Regions from separate parts of the Mus musculus genome. Here region 2 is linked to region 1. The links are chromatin contacts, called in public Hi-C maps. All regions are on one chromosome and are shown on one strand. The core of a region is the stretch at or near the end of the contact, and the rest is flanking DNA. Distances in the headings are between cores, read along the strand shown.

Region 1 (6,201 bases), core at 1,231-3,730:
CCATCCTACCAAAGGCAATCTACAGATTCAATGCAATCTCTGTGAAAATCCATACACAATTCTTCAAAGACATGGAAAGAGCAATTCTCAAATTCATCTGGAAATGCAAAAAAACAAAAACAAAAACAAAAAACAAACAAAAAAACCCCACCAGAATAGTGAAAACAATTCTTAATAATAAAAGAAGAGCTGGGGAAATCACCATCCCTGACCTCAAGCTGTACTACAGAGCAATAGTGATTAAAAACTGCATGGTATTGGTACAGAGACAGGCATGTTGATCAATGGAATAGAATTAAAGACCCAGAAATGAAACCACACCCTGATCTTTGACTAAGACACCAAAAATATACAACGGATAAAAGAAGGCATCTTCAATATAAGGTGCTGGTCTAACTGGCTCTCTGTATGTAGAAGAATGTAAATAGGCTCTTATTTGTTACCTTGTACAAAGCTCAAGTCCATGTGGATCAAGGACCTCAACATAAAACCAGATACACTGAGTCTAATAGAAGTGAAAGTGGGAAAGCGCCTTGAACTCATTCGCAACAGTCTTTTCTAGCAAGAAATAGATAAAGACCAAGGTATCTTTGTGAGGGAAAGCATTAAAAACATATCAGAAAAAAATCCAGCAAAGTAAAATAAGCTCTATTCCAGACTTGCAAGGAACAGAAATGTGTCAGCAACCAGAGTCAACTTAAAGCGGACTTTTCCAGAATATCCAGGCAAGCTGAAACCTTGCTTCAGTCCTGTAAAGCCCTAAGAAAAGAAGCTCATTAAGGCCGCCCAGATTTTTGACTTCTAGAGCTCTGCGGTATTGGATGGTACTTTAGAAGTCTCTGTTTGCTGAGGAGATGGCTCCTTGAGGGTTTGCTGTGCAAGTATGAAGATTTTCCAGATCTGTTTTAAGGTACTCTTGTATACGAGTTTTGTGTGTGTGTGTGTGTGTGTGTGTGTGTGTGTGTGTGTGTGTGTTGAGATGTGTTCTTCTGTGAGTGTGATGCAGAGGATAGAGCATCCAGTGTCTTCCCTGTTGCTCTCTAGCCTGTTACAAGACTCTCATAAAATCAGTCGGAAGCTTGCCTTTGTGCTAGGCTGGTGGGCCAGGGAGCATTACCAGAATAACAGGCGTGCACATCCAATTTCAGTTTATGTGGATGCTGGGGTTTCTAACCCAGGCACTCTCTCACCTGCTAATCCATGCCCCTATCCCCAACACAGCATCTCGAATTTGATGTTTTATCTAGGTGTGCTAGAACCACTTGTATAAGCAACAACACTGCGAACAGCTTTGAAATCCTTCGCTCATGTAAAGGAGCGCTATGAGCAACATGCGCCTTAGAAGCAATTGAAGCTTTGCACTCTGAATCAGAGTTTAATGGGCAATTTCCAGCATGGAGGAAGGGAGGTGAGAGGGGATAAAGTAACTGTTGGGAAAGCTCAAGATCAGATTTAGAGCTAAAAGGGCCAGACTCCGCCTTACTGATGTCTAATGGCTGCTGAAGAGGAGACAAGTGATCTGCGCCTTGGTTACAGACTTGGAGGTAAATTGGCCCCATTAAAAAATAATTTGGAGAATCGTATTGATGATGATAATGCTAATGCGGCAATAACAGCATTCCACTCTGACCTTGACTGGGGTTTGGTTCCAGCCAAGCCCAGCCACTTAGCTCACACTGGCTTTCAACTGCTCATCATCATAAATGTCTGTATCCACTCTTTGGGACAAAGGGCAGTCTCCTACCTCCAAAGTAAGCAAATAAACATGACAGTCAAGGCCTTCTGTGGATGCCCACCCATGTGAGGCTTTTGGCCAATCTGACCTAAGACTGAAGACAGATTCAAGGGCCTTTGCCATTTACTGGAAATCTATTGTAACAGGAAGACTTATGGAGGCCAGTGATTCGAAAACAATAAATACAAAAGACATGGACTCAAATCCAAAGCCACGCAAAACTGTTGGGCAGGTTGCAGAAAAAACAAATCTAAACACTGAAGGAGAAACAAGATTACAAACCAGTGGACTCCTGTCAGCCCATCTCTCCTTTTTATAAACACTTCCAGGCAAACCACAGTTTCAGCTCATTTTCAAGCAATGCTTTCTCTAGTTATCTGGAAATAAACACAAAATTTACCTCTTATCAAGGTAAGCAGACAAATGGGTGTGTGTGTGTGTGTGTGTGTGTGTGTGTGTGTGTGTGTGTGTGTGTGTTTTACTGCCTAATATGGGTCAGAAGATTGGGCATGACTCCCAAGGCCGTCAGCATATGAAATGGAGTGAGATGGCAGATTTCCCAGACAGAGGGGCAAACACAACACTCATCTTTCATTGTCTCTTCTCTCCACTCCTGGTTTTCTTCCTTCTGTCCCGTTTGTAAGGTTCTGTTTGGGGTTACACTTTTAGACAGATAGCTGCTTCATCACATATGCTCTTATCCTTAGTGAGGCTAAAAAAAGATCGCAACACACACCCCCACTGTGGCACTTGCCAACAAACTCTGCCTGTGTTTGGGGCTGATCTCATCCTTAACCTCCCTCTAGGACCCATCAGAATAATGGATGGTGTAACTCCTCCCTGATAATGTATGTATGGAGCTGGGAATTTTTTTTTCTTCTCTGATTAATAGGTATTCAGGCCTTGCAATCCTTTTGCTGTTTTCTTTAGATTAAGAGCAATCTTGGTGTCCAAAAGTTTAGAGTCCAAAAGGGCGAAAAGAAGTGCTTTTCAAATCCCGGTGGAAGGAGTGGCTCTCATTTCCTTTCTACTTGCTTTTCCTCTAGTAGTACAACTAGTCTCTGGGAGGCTGGAGGAGGGCCACACTGGCACAGACTGGGTTATTACTACCTCAGTTCTTTTCAGCACTGAAGAACTTCACACGCCACTTCTAGGATAAAAGAATATGAGTTTCCATCTCTCAGGGCTTTTGGGAGTCTACCATAAGGATGGAAGGACCATTTGCAATTGTGTGTGTGTGTGTGTGTGTGTGTGTGTGTGTGTGTGTGTGTGTCGTCCATGTGTGTGGTGTTCCTGTGTGTGTGTATGGGTGTGTGCACATGTCAAAGCTAACAGTCAGATTCAGATATTGTTGCTCAGGTGCTATCCAGCTTGTGTCTTGAGATGCTCTCTCTCGCTGGCCTGGAACTCACAATGTAGGGAGGCTGGAAACCCAGTGAACTCTGGGAATCCTTGTGTCTCTACCTCTCCACCACTGCGATCACAAATGAGTGTGGCTCTGCTAGACTTTCCACTGCTTCCTGAACTTGAACTGGAGTCTTTATGCTCATAAAGCGAGCGCTTTACCGATTAAGCTATCTTCCTAATCCCATTAGAAACTATCTTGCCAGAAGACTCTATCTAATGTTGCCAGAATGGTTCTTAAATTCTCCAGGGATCCTGGCCAGGCTTCCAAATGACCTTTGACATTGGTTAACTGGCTAACTACTCAACAAAGGATGAGGCCTTATCAGATACTAATGCCCTTGCTACCAAGGGCACTGGCGTCCCCATCGTAGAATTCTTAGTCTCATTGATAAAAGAATTTAAGGCAGATTTGAAAGGCAGCTGGGGGGGATTTTATTCTAATTCTAAAGAAAAATCTCAAAGCAGACAAGCTATAAATGTAGGCAGCTGCCCAAGGAGATAAGATTGAACAGAGGACAAGAGAAAGCCATGCCATTTAAATTAGGTCTGTGGTTAGCCATGTGGTGGACAAGCAGATGACTGGTAATAAAGCTGGGGGTGGGAGGATAGAGAAAGAGCCAGAAAAATCATACTTAGACTCTGGCCAGCATCCAAAAGACAAAAGAGAAGAGGTGGGAAGGTTAAGACTCAGGGTTAGAAAGTTACAATCTCATGGTTACTGTACTGACTGCACTGGGCAGGGGGGCAAGAAAGTACATTATCTCATAAAACAGGTAATTGTTCCTCCTATCTCTTAAGCATGACTTAAGGTGGATCTGCCTTGTTGAGGGGTGGTCCCCTAGCTAACTGATTATCCACCCTAACTGGATTCTTAGGTCTCCACCCAGGCCAAAGATACCATTGTCTTGACCAAAATGAAATATGATAATTTCTTCGTACTAGGCCTTTACTGATACTGTAATACAAGTACACATAAGGAAGGGATCTCTTAGGTTTGTAGACACTAAATCTAGTGGGAAAACTCCCCCTGTGTTGAATTGATACCAGGTGTTTACAAACTTACAGAGAGAATAGCCCATTGTGGCAAGGAAGGCATGTTGGTTAGATGAGCTCCTACTCATGGCAGTAGACATATGTCACAAAGTAACTGAAAAGGCTTAGGCAGGAAGTAAGGTCAGGTTTTAGCCTTAAGGTGCATCCTTCTGACCTCCTAATGGCCCATTTCCTCTAACTAGATTCCACTTCCTAAAGGTTAACAACCTCCCCCAATTAAAATAATCATCTGAGGATCAAGTGTTTACACATTGAACCTGTGGAGGACATTTCACAGGTAAACCATCACAAACTGATTTTGTTAGCACAACAAGACCACGACAGCTCAGAGCTTCTCAGATTTGGTCCCAGCAGCAACAGTGTTTAGGGACTTCTCAGAAATGCAAATTCCTAGACCCCCTTTCTGACCTGCTATTAAAGAATTATGAGGTGACACTCCCAATATGTACACATTAAGTCGTCATCTGGGTAAATGTGATGCACGTTAGAGAAAAACATCCAGGGCCTCACTTTGCTCTTCCTTACAGGATTAGTGTGGGATGAGATTGGCTACTTTGGAGGAAGCTGTCAGAGAAAGCAAACTAAGGTCCAGGTCTCCATGCTGGAAAGGCTTGGTCCCTTGAAGAGCACATGAAGCTAAACAGTCAGTCATCCTGTTATGAAAGTCCTCCTAGATTTGGATGCTAAGCCTAGTTCAACCAAACAACTGACTGCTACTTTTATTCACTCTGTGGCATCAGGGACAGGCACTAGGAATTAGTACAGTGTAGGCATTTCTGCCCTGTATGCACTGAAGCCAAGAAGGAAGTAAAAGGCACTAATGTGTTTACTCAAGGAGCAAACATGGCTGCTGGATTTAATTGCCTGAGAATGTGATTGAGATGGGCATGGTTCCTTTATTCTTGATCTTGATCTGCCACGGCCCCACCCCCACCGCATCTCACATAAGTGGTAGCCAAAGAGTCAGACTGGTTCCATGTTGGTTTCACAGATAGGCTGCAGCTGAACTTCATGTGGGCCAGAGTTCTTTTCCTTACCATAATGACTGGTCAGGAAACCCAGGCTGGCCAGTGAGAACAGGTACTTCCTTACTGAAGAGGTCAGAGTGGTCCAAGCTGGAGATTTTCACAGATCAGAATGAAGCTCCCGTTAACAGCATTGGAGACGTAAGACAGTTTACTTCCATGGGTAATGCTTACTTTGGACAAAGCTGGCTCACAGCACCATAAATATCAGGTGCTAGTATTATCCATTTCATCCTTCAGCATCTTGTCTCAAGTCTTAGTCAGTATGCTATTTACAAGAACTTCTGAATAAGGCTAAAGGGAGGAAGGAAGGAAAGAAGAGAAGAGGAAGGAACTTGCTGAAGAGACCAGAGATAGACATATTCAAGAATTTTCAAAACAAAACAAGAAACAAATCAAGAAATCACTACATACATGTTCAGTGGTAGAACCCTCAACAGTGGAGACCTCAATGTGTTAAAAGTGACTCCCACCACTTGGGCCAGGACTCAGAATACTGTGACATTTGTCATGGAGAATGGAAGTAAGGTAAAGAGTGGAAGGAAGAAACCTTTTGAGGCATAACAGAGAACTCAAACGGCAAATAGAGTATACCACATCTAATAAACTGATGAGAAGGCTAGTGGTTGGGACAAAAAGAACAAAAAAAAAGCATGAAACATAGGTACTCAAATAGCAGCAGGTATGGCCCGCTGGCTGGAGGAGGTTATCGCTCCTGAGTTGTAGAGTAACTGACTCACCCAGGCATGCTAGGCTGTGATGGGCCTTACTCTGGGGGCCACAAGAGCTACGGACTGAACTGGAATGGCATGACTCATTTTTGGAGAAAGACAGATACATGCCTTGCCCTCCTCATTGGTCTCTGCCTATGCAAAGGTGTGTGAGGGTCACACCATTTCCATTGTGTTGGCAGAATCCGTAGGGTGTCCACAACAGCCATGACGACTCTGCACACTGACAGGCACTTTGGGAAAGGAGAAA
Region 2 (6,201 bases), core at 1,587-4,086, 130 kb before region 1:
CACTGAGCATCTCCCTCACAATTTCCACCCTAGACCCCCATAATAATAGGAGGGGCCTAGGGAGCCCTCCCTACTCTCTTGAATACCATCAATAAAAGTTTGCTGCACTGCCCCCCCCAATGTGGCAGGATTCATTAACTACTGTAGTGGGTATTAGAGAACATACCATAATTTATTTAAGTTGCTTGTATCAGCACTTACAGTTTAAAGTTACATGGTGCTATCAATACAGCAAGAAAAGCCCTTAGCCAATGAAGAAGACAATCACAATGACACCTACAGAAATACAGCAGATAGGAACAGACCCAGTTATGCACAAGCATTTATCTCAAGCCTAATTAGTGCCCCTTGGAGACTAATTTCTCAAAGATTCAATTCCGTGCTAACAGTATCAGAATTAATTTGTAAAAGGTGTTTCCTAACACAAAGAAAACAAAACTTAGGACATATGAAAGACGTATTGATTCATCCATGGAGATAAGGAAGAAACAATCCTAAACCTATGAATGGAATTTGAAAGATACCAGAAGGAAAAATCTGGGATTAGGTGATGGGTGACTACTAATATGCACATAACCACCGTGCCAAGGTACTCAGAGTAGGTCGAGAGTAATGGCTTGTGTATTAGTTATTCTTTTGATTTCTGTGACAAGGTTATCTGACAAAGAAAAACAAAGTGAGGAAGGATTTGTCTCATGAAGTCTTCCAGGAGATACGGTCCACTGTGGCTAGAAAGTAGAGCTTCAGCCACTGGGTCACACCGCACCCTCAGTCAGGAAGTAATGGATGCTGATGCTCAGATCACTGCATCCCTCTCACCCAGTCTGGTACCCCAGCTCATGTAATGGTGCCACCCACATTCGGGGTGGGTCTTCTAACCTCTGTTAACCCAATCCAAAAGCATGCCTCAGGGAGCTGCCTAGAAGCTCCTCTCCTCGTTGATTAAAGATCCTGTCAAGATGACAAGCAATATTATTAACCACGGTCCAGCCCTAGGCTTATGGCCATGGGTGGCTGTCATTGGCTCATGCATTGAGATCTAGCTTTGGACTCCTTGACCCACCTTTGTATTCTCTTTCTTTATAGGGTTGAATTTCAACCCTATAAAGGAAAGGAAGAGAGATTTGACCAGGACACCCTTCAGCTTCTGCTTTCTCAAGTCTGCCTAGGTGCCAGCCCTCTGTAATTGGACACAGCTGAACCTGATCTTACCAAGATTGGGACGGGTACCCGCTGAGCAGACTTGATTTTAGAAACGAGGTAGTTCCAGGGCTGGAATGTGGTGCTTACTCAATTTGGAGGTTGAGACAGTATTCTGGAGACCATGGCAATGCTTCTGAAATTTTAATATTCTCAAGAGCAGCCTGGGACTGGAGAGGTGGCTCAGTGGTTAGGAGCACTGGTTGGTCTTCTAGAGCTCTGGAGTTCAATACCCAGCAACCACATGGTGACTCACTACTATCTGTAATGGGATGCATTCTTCTGGTGTGCATGAAACAGAGTACCCATATACATTAACTAACTAACTAACTAACTAACTAAATCTTAAAGAAAATAAAAAAGAACACTAGTGTCTAGGAACAAACTTCTGAGGATCATGCTTTTAGAAGTTATTTAAAATGAGTTTGTATTTTATTTGTCTTAAAACTTATTCGTTCTGGACTGTTTCTATAAAGTACAATAAAAATAAGCTGCTGGAAAGTGAGATGAAAGAGATTTATGCCGATAAACTCCATTGACAATCTGGATCCCACAAGCAACATTTACTATTCATATTACTATAAAAATTTCCATAAAGTATCTCATTTCTTCTTCTGTTGGGCCTTGGCTCTAGGTCTGCCATGGCTCCCTGCCTGATGGGTGAGCACTGTTTAGACATCCCTGCTATGATTAATTGCCTCAGAAATTTCTGGAGTGATATCCAACGTCCCCAAACCTAAACCATAATTCCTCCATGCTGGCAGCAAAAAACTAGCAGCTCTCTTTAAAAAACCATTCTGACACTGTCACTCACACAATGTGCGCGACTATATTCGACAGCCCCATCATCCTGTTATCACCCCATTTCCCTCTTCTTCTTCTCAGTGGCTATACCATCCAAGAAGATAGCACTCCCTCCTGTAGCAACCATCAACAGTTTAACAGTCAATAGCTCCTCAGGGAGGGGTGAGTCCTTTGGGTGCCCTCTGTCCAAGAGGCAGTGCTGAGGGTCCAGTCTTTGTCCATGTCCACTACTATTTGTGGTTGCAATGGCACAGGTGGATGGTGGGACTCCATGGCACGCCTCTCCACCCTCCTCTTCTTACAGCCTTTCTACCCTCTTCCTATGGGCCTTAGAGGCATGATGGAGATGTCCCATTTATGGTTGGATGCCCAGCAGTCACTTGCCCTCAGCACCGTGACCAGATTGGTCTTTTATACTCTCACTGTTAAAGAGGAATGTGGTGACTTACTTGCGGGCCAATGCAATATTAACAAAAAGTTTCATAGTGTTGCTCACTGTACAGCATTCTCAAGATGTTTCTGCTGACAACCTTTTCACTGACGCTTTTTAAAAATTTAAACATAAACATATACATATTCATGAAATATCAAGATGTTTGATTCAGTTGTACCTTACCCAATGCTTAATCACGTCTTCAGTCATTCCTCAATTGAAAACGTCATGGCTCACACTTGCAGATCCTTTCCTCATAGCTTGTGCTGTGTGCAGTGAGCTGTAATCTGCAATCAGCAGTGTGCAGCAGCGGCATCAGAACTTCATACTGCTGCTGAGAAGTGACTCAGTGCTCCGTCATCAGAGCACAGTCCCCTGGTCTCTAGAAGCTATCGTTCTGCTCTGGATGTCTGTGAGATCAGGAGGAGATCACATGCTATATGTCTTTCTGTGCCTGGAGTATTTCATTTAATACAATCATCTCCAGTTACAGCTATGGCACAAATGGCACAATTTCTTTCTTTTTATGGATGAATAGTATCCCTCTTTGTCTATGAGTTTCTCTGCCTTTCTTGGCTTCTGTGTCTAGTGCAGCACTGAGCATGGAGGTGCCTCTGGATCACTACACTGCCTTCATTTTCTTTGGCTGCATATGCAGAGTGGGGTTACTGGGTTAGTTCTGTATTTTTGTTTTGTTTCGAGGAACCGCCATGCTCTTTTCCACTGTCACTGATTTACACTCTCACCGGCAGTGGATGGGGTTCCATTTTCCCTACATCCCACAGTACTTGTTATATTTGATAGTAACCATCCTTGTAAGAGAGAGTTCAGTTCCCATGCCAGGGTGAGTTTGATTTGCATTACCCAGTTGATTTTTTTAAAAGGAGCCTCTTTTCCTGTACTGTTGGCCATTTGATAGTCTTTTGAAAAGTACCTGTTAAGGTCTATGGCCCCATTTCTAGCCAGGTTTTTTTTTTTTTTTGAGGGGGGGTGTGTTGTTTGTTTGTTTTTTTGTTTTGTTTGTTAAAGAAAAAATTTTTAAGTCCTTTACGAGGAAGGCCCTGGCAAACACACCACTGTCATGGAATCTCCTTTATTGTCTCTGACATAGGCCATACCTTGAAACACTGTCAATGACTGGCACAGTTTTCTGAACCCTTGCTGTGTGCCGGGAATGTTGTTTTGTTGATAACTAATGGATGTTCTTCACCTACACTCTTCACTTACAGTCTGAGGAGCTCACAGGGCAAGTACAACCATCCTCAGGATAGAAGAGGAAGGTGAGATGCTAGAAGTGAGTTCCCTGTGGTTCTCAGACATCTTGCATCTTGAATGCATGAGACCATTCAGAGAAGGCAGGTGCCCTGGTGGGTTTGTATGCCTGTGTCCTCAAAACTGTATTTCACCCATCCTTGTGTTACTCCAGGTCTTTTCCTTCAGAAACCCAGGCCAGGGCAAGCTGTGGGCTTTATACAAAGCCCACTGGGAAGGCACTGGGAGACTCAGACCACAGGTAGGGCTCTGGCCTGACTAATTAAGGTTAGGCAAGCTTCACTTTCCTCTATGAACATCAGTGAGTTCTCAGCCAGTTTTCAAAAACCAATGCTCCCAGGAGATCAGGAGACATCCTACAACAGATTAATGCTGTGGTCAGATCACTTGGGAGTGTGTACTGTCTGGAATCACCACCAAATTGTGAGCTGCTATTATGAGCTAGGAACAATGATAAATCATTTATAGATTGTTTATTAGAGTTATGTTTGCATCTCTGACCAAAAACCCTGACAGAAACATCTTAAGGGAAGAAAGTTTTATTTTGGCACGAAATGTCAAAGTATAATCCACCGTGGTGGGAGAAGGTATGGCGCAGCTCTGTGGTGGTGGGAGCCTGTGGGTGAGCCTTGTTCACATTCCGACTATGGGCCAGAAAGCAGGAGAGAAGTCAGAAGAGAATATCACCTTTATATCCACCATCACATATCTATTTCTGCCATTCAGGCCTGGCTTGTTTTTTAATTCTAGGCCGTCAAAATGATGCCCAGATCAAGCTTTAAGCCAGGGTGTGAGACCTGTCTCAAAAATCAAAAGAAAACAACAACAATAAAACAAAACAAAAAAAAAATAAAAAATAAGAACATGTGGGAAAGTATTTGGATCCAACCATCACAGAGAGACTAGAATATGCCCCATTTGATGACAGATGTAGCCAGTGCCACACTAAAAGATTGATTTTATTTAACTTAACATTTCTCCAAACCTAGAAAGAAGTAAAGGAACCCTTTTCTTGTATAACCAATATCTTGAGTTTTTTATTTTGCTTTGTTTTTGTTTGCTTGTTTGCTCATCTGTTTGTTTGTTGCCTTGGTTTTTGTTTTGTCTTGTTTTTTTAAGACAGGGTTTCTCTGTATAGCCCTGGTTGTCCTGGGACCCACTCCGTAGACTGGGCTGACCTTGAACTCAGAGATCCCCCTGCCTCTGTCCTCCAGAGTGCTGGGATTAAATAAAGAAAGGTATGCACCACCATGGTGGGGGCACAATCACTATCTTGAATAAGGTAGACACACATGGAAACAGACTAGAAACAAACCTCTAAATGTTTTCCCAACTTCCACAGTCTATGGATATATGAGTGTTTTCTTGCTCAATAGAGTAGAAAAGACAAAAATAATCTAAAGAATAATAATAGCTACACCTTATAGTAAGTGCTGTCATTAACCCTCCACTAGACCAGACACCCAAAAGCTGTTAGGAGTGCTTAATCCTGACTGACTCACTTAACACCTACCACCACTGCACTATGACAATTAGAGCAGCTAATGTCTATAATTGGTATAGAAACTATTATCCCATTTAACAGCTGGGGGAAGCTGAGGCCCATAGAGAGCAGCTGTCCTCTGAAAATGAACCCTCTCTGAGACTGAGGTTTTCCTGATACCCAAGGGCAGGGTTAAGTAACACTCCATGCACAAGACCATCCCATTTGTATTTGATTGTCCCAGTGCTCATTAGCATATCAAAGCCCCTACTGTGGCTGTAATCTGTCCTGTTGAACATTTCTGACTTTTTCTACTGTCCCTCAGCTTAAAAACCTGGCTCACATTCATTACCTTCTTGATCAAGTTACAGACAAAAGCAGCCTTCAAATTAGGTCTATTAAGATTTATTTTTAATGAGGAGATAATTCCTCTAACAACACAAGCCAGACTCGTGTGGGTACGATTACACAATCAGGCTGTCTTCAAAAAAGGGTAAAGAAAAGCAGGTTTGTGCCTCCCTCTGCTTGCAAGGAGTTCAGCCTGCCTTGATTAACTCCATGCTACTTAAAAGCACAAAGTACAGAGGAGGGTGTTTGGGAGCCACCCCACCACACACACACACACACACACACACACACACACACACACACACACTCCCATGGCTAAACCATCACTATGACAGAGGGGAGTTCCTGGTGCAGGAACGTGGACATCTTAGAGGGAGCGTCCTGAGCTGTGGTACTGGAAAGTATAGGAGAAAAGTTGCTCAGAATGTGGACAGTCTGCTCTTTCTCCCACGTGCACTGTCCTGTATCCCCTGAAATCCCCTGCCAACCCTCCGTGGGCTTTTCCAAGTCACTCCAGCGAATTTGATAATTAATCCCAACATTGTGGAGTCCCTCTGAATGATTTTTATGCTTTAGCAGTAGAAAATAATATGAAAATAAACTTCTTAACACTTACTTTCTAAAATATCTCCCCCAAGTCATCTTTAGACATCTATATCCT

What was found. Hi-C and Micro-C count contacts between places; a contact is called where the count stands out from the background.
Region 2: a Hi-C map of the N1E-115 cell line shows a contact between it and region 1, with 3 times the contacts expected there. The contact joins two enhancer-like sites. A contact is called at or near these places in 3 of 484 Hi-C or Micro-C datasets (the N1E-115 cell line, nephron progenitors and neural progenitor cells).

The regions. Positions count from the first base shown.
Region 1 is chr6:93,001,085-93,007,285 of GRCm38.p6, reverse strand. The region is part of intron 1 of 9530026P05Rik (RIKEN cDNA 9530026P05 gene); the gene reads right to left. Among named protein-coding and RNA genes, the nearest start is that of Adamts9, 61 kb to the right of the region's middle. Within about 2 kb of position 2,480, at least 20 of the 459 cell types and tissues checked have an H3K27ac peak or open chromatin away from gene starts, as enhancers often do. A contact at or near this core is called in the N1E-115 cell line, where this site is marked.
Region 2 is chr6:93,130,711-93,136,911 of GRCm38.p6, reverse strand. It overlaps the pseudogene Gm5313. Among named protein-coding and RNA genes, the nearest start is that of Gm38863, 60 kb to the left of the region's middle. Within about 2 kb of position 2,836, at least 13 of the 459 cell types and tissues checked have an H3K27ac peak or open chromatin away from gene starts, as enhancers often do. A contact at or near this core is called in the N1E-115 cell line, where this site is marked.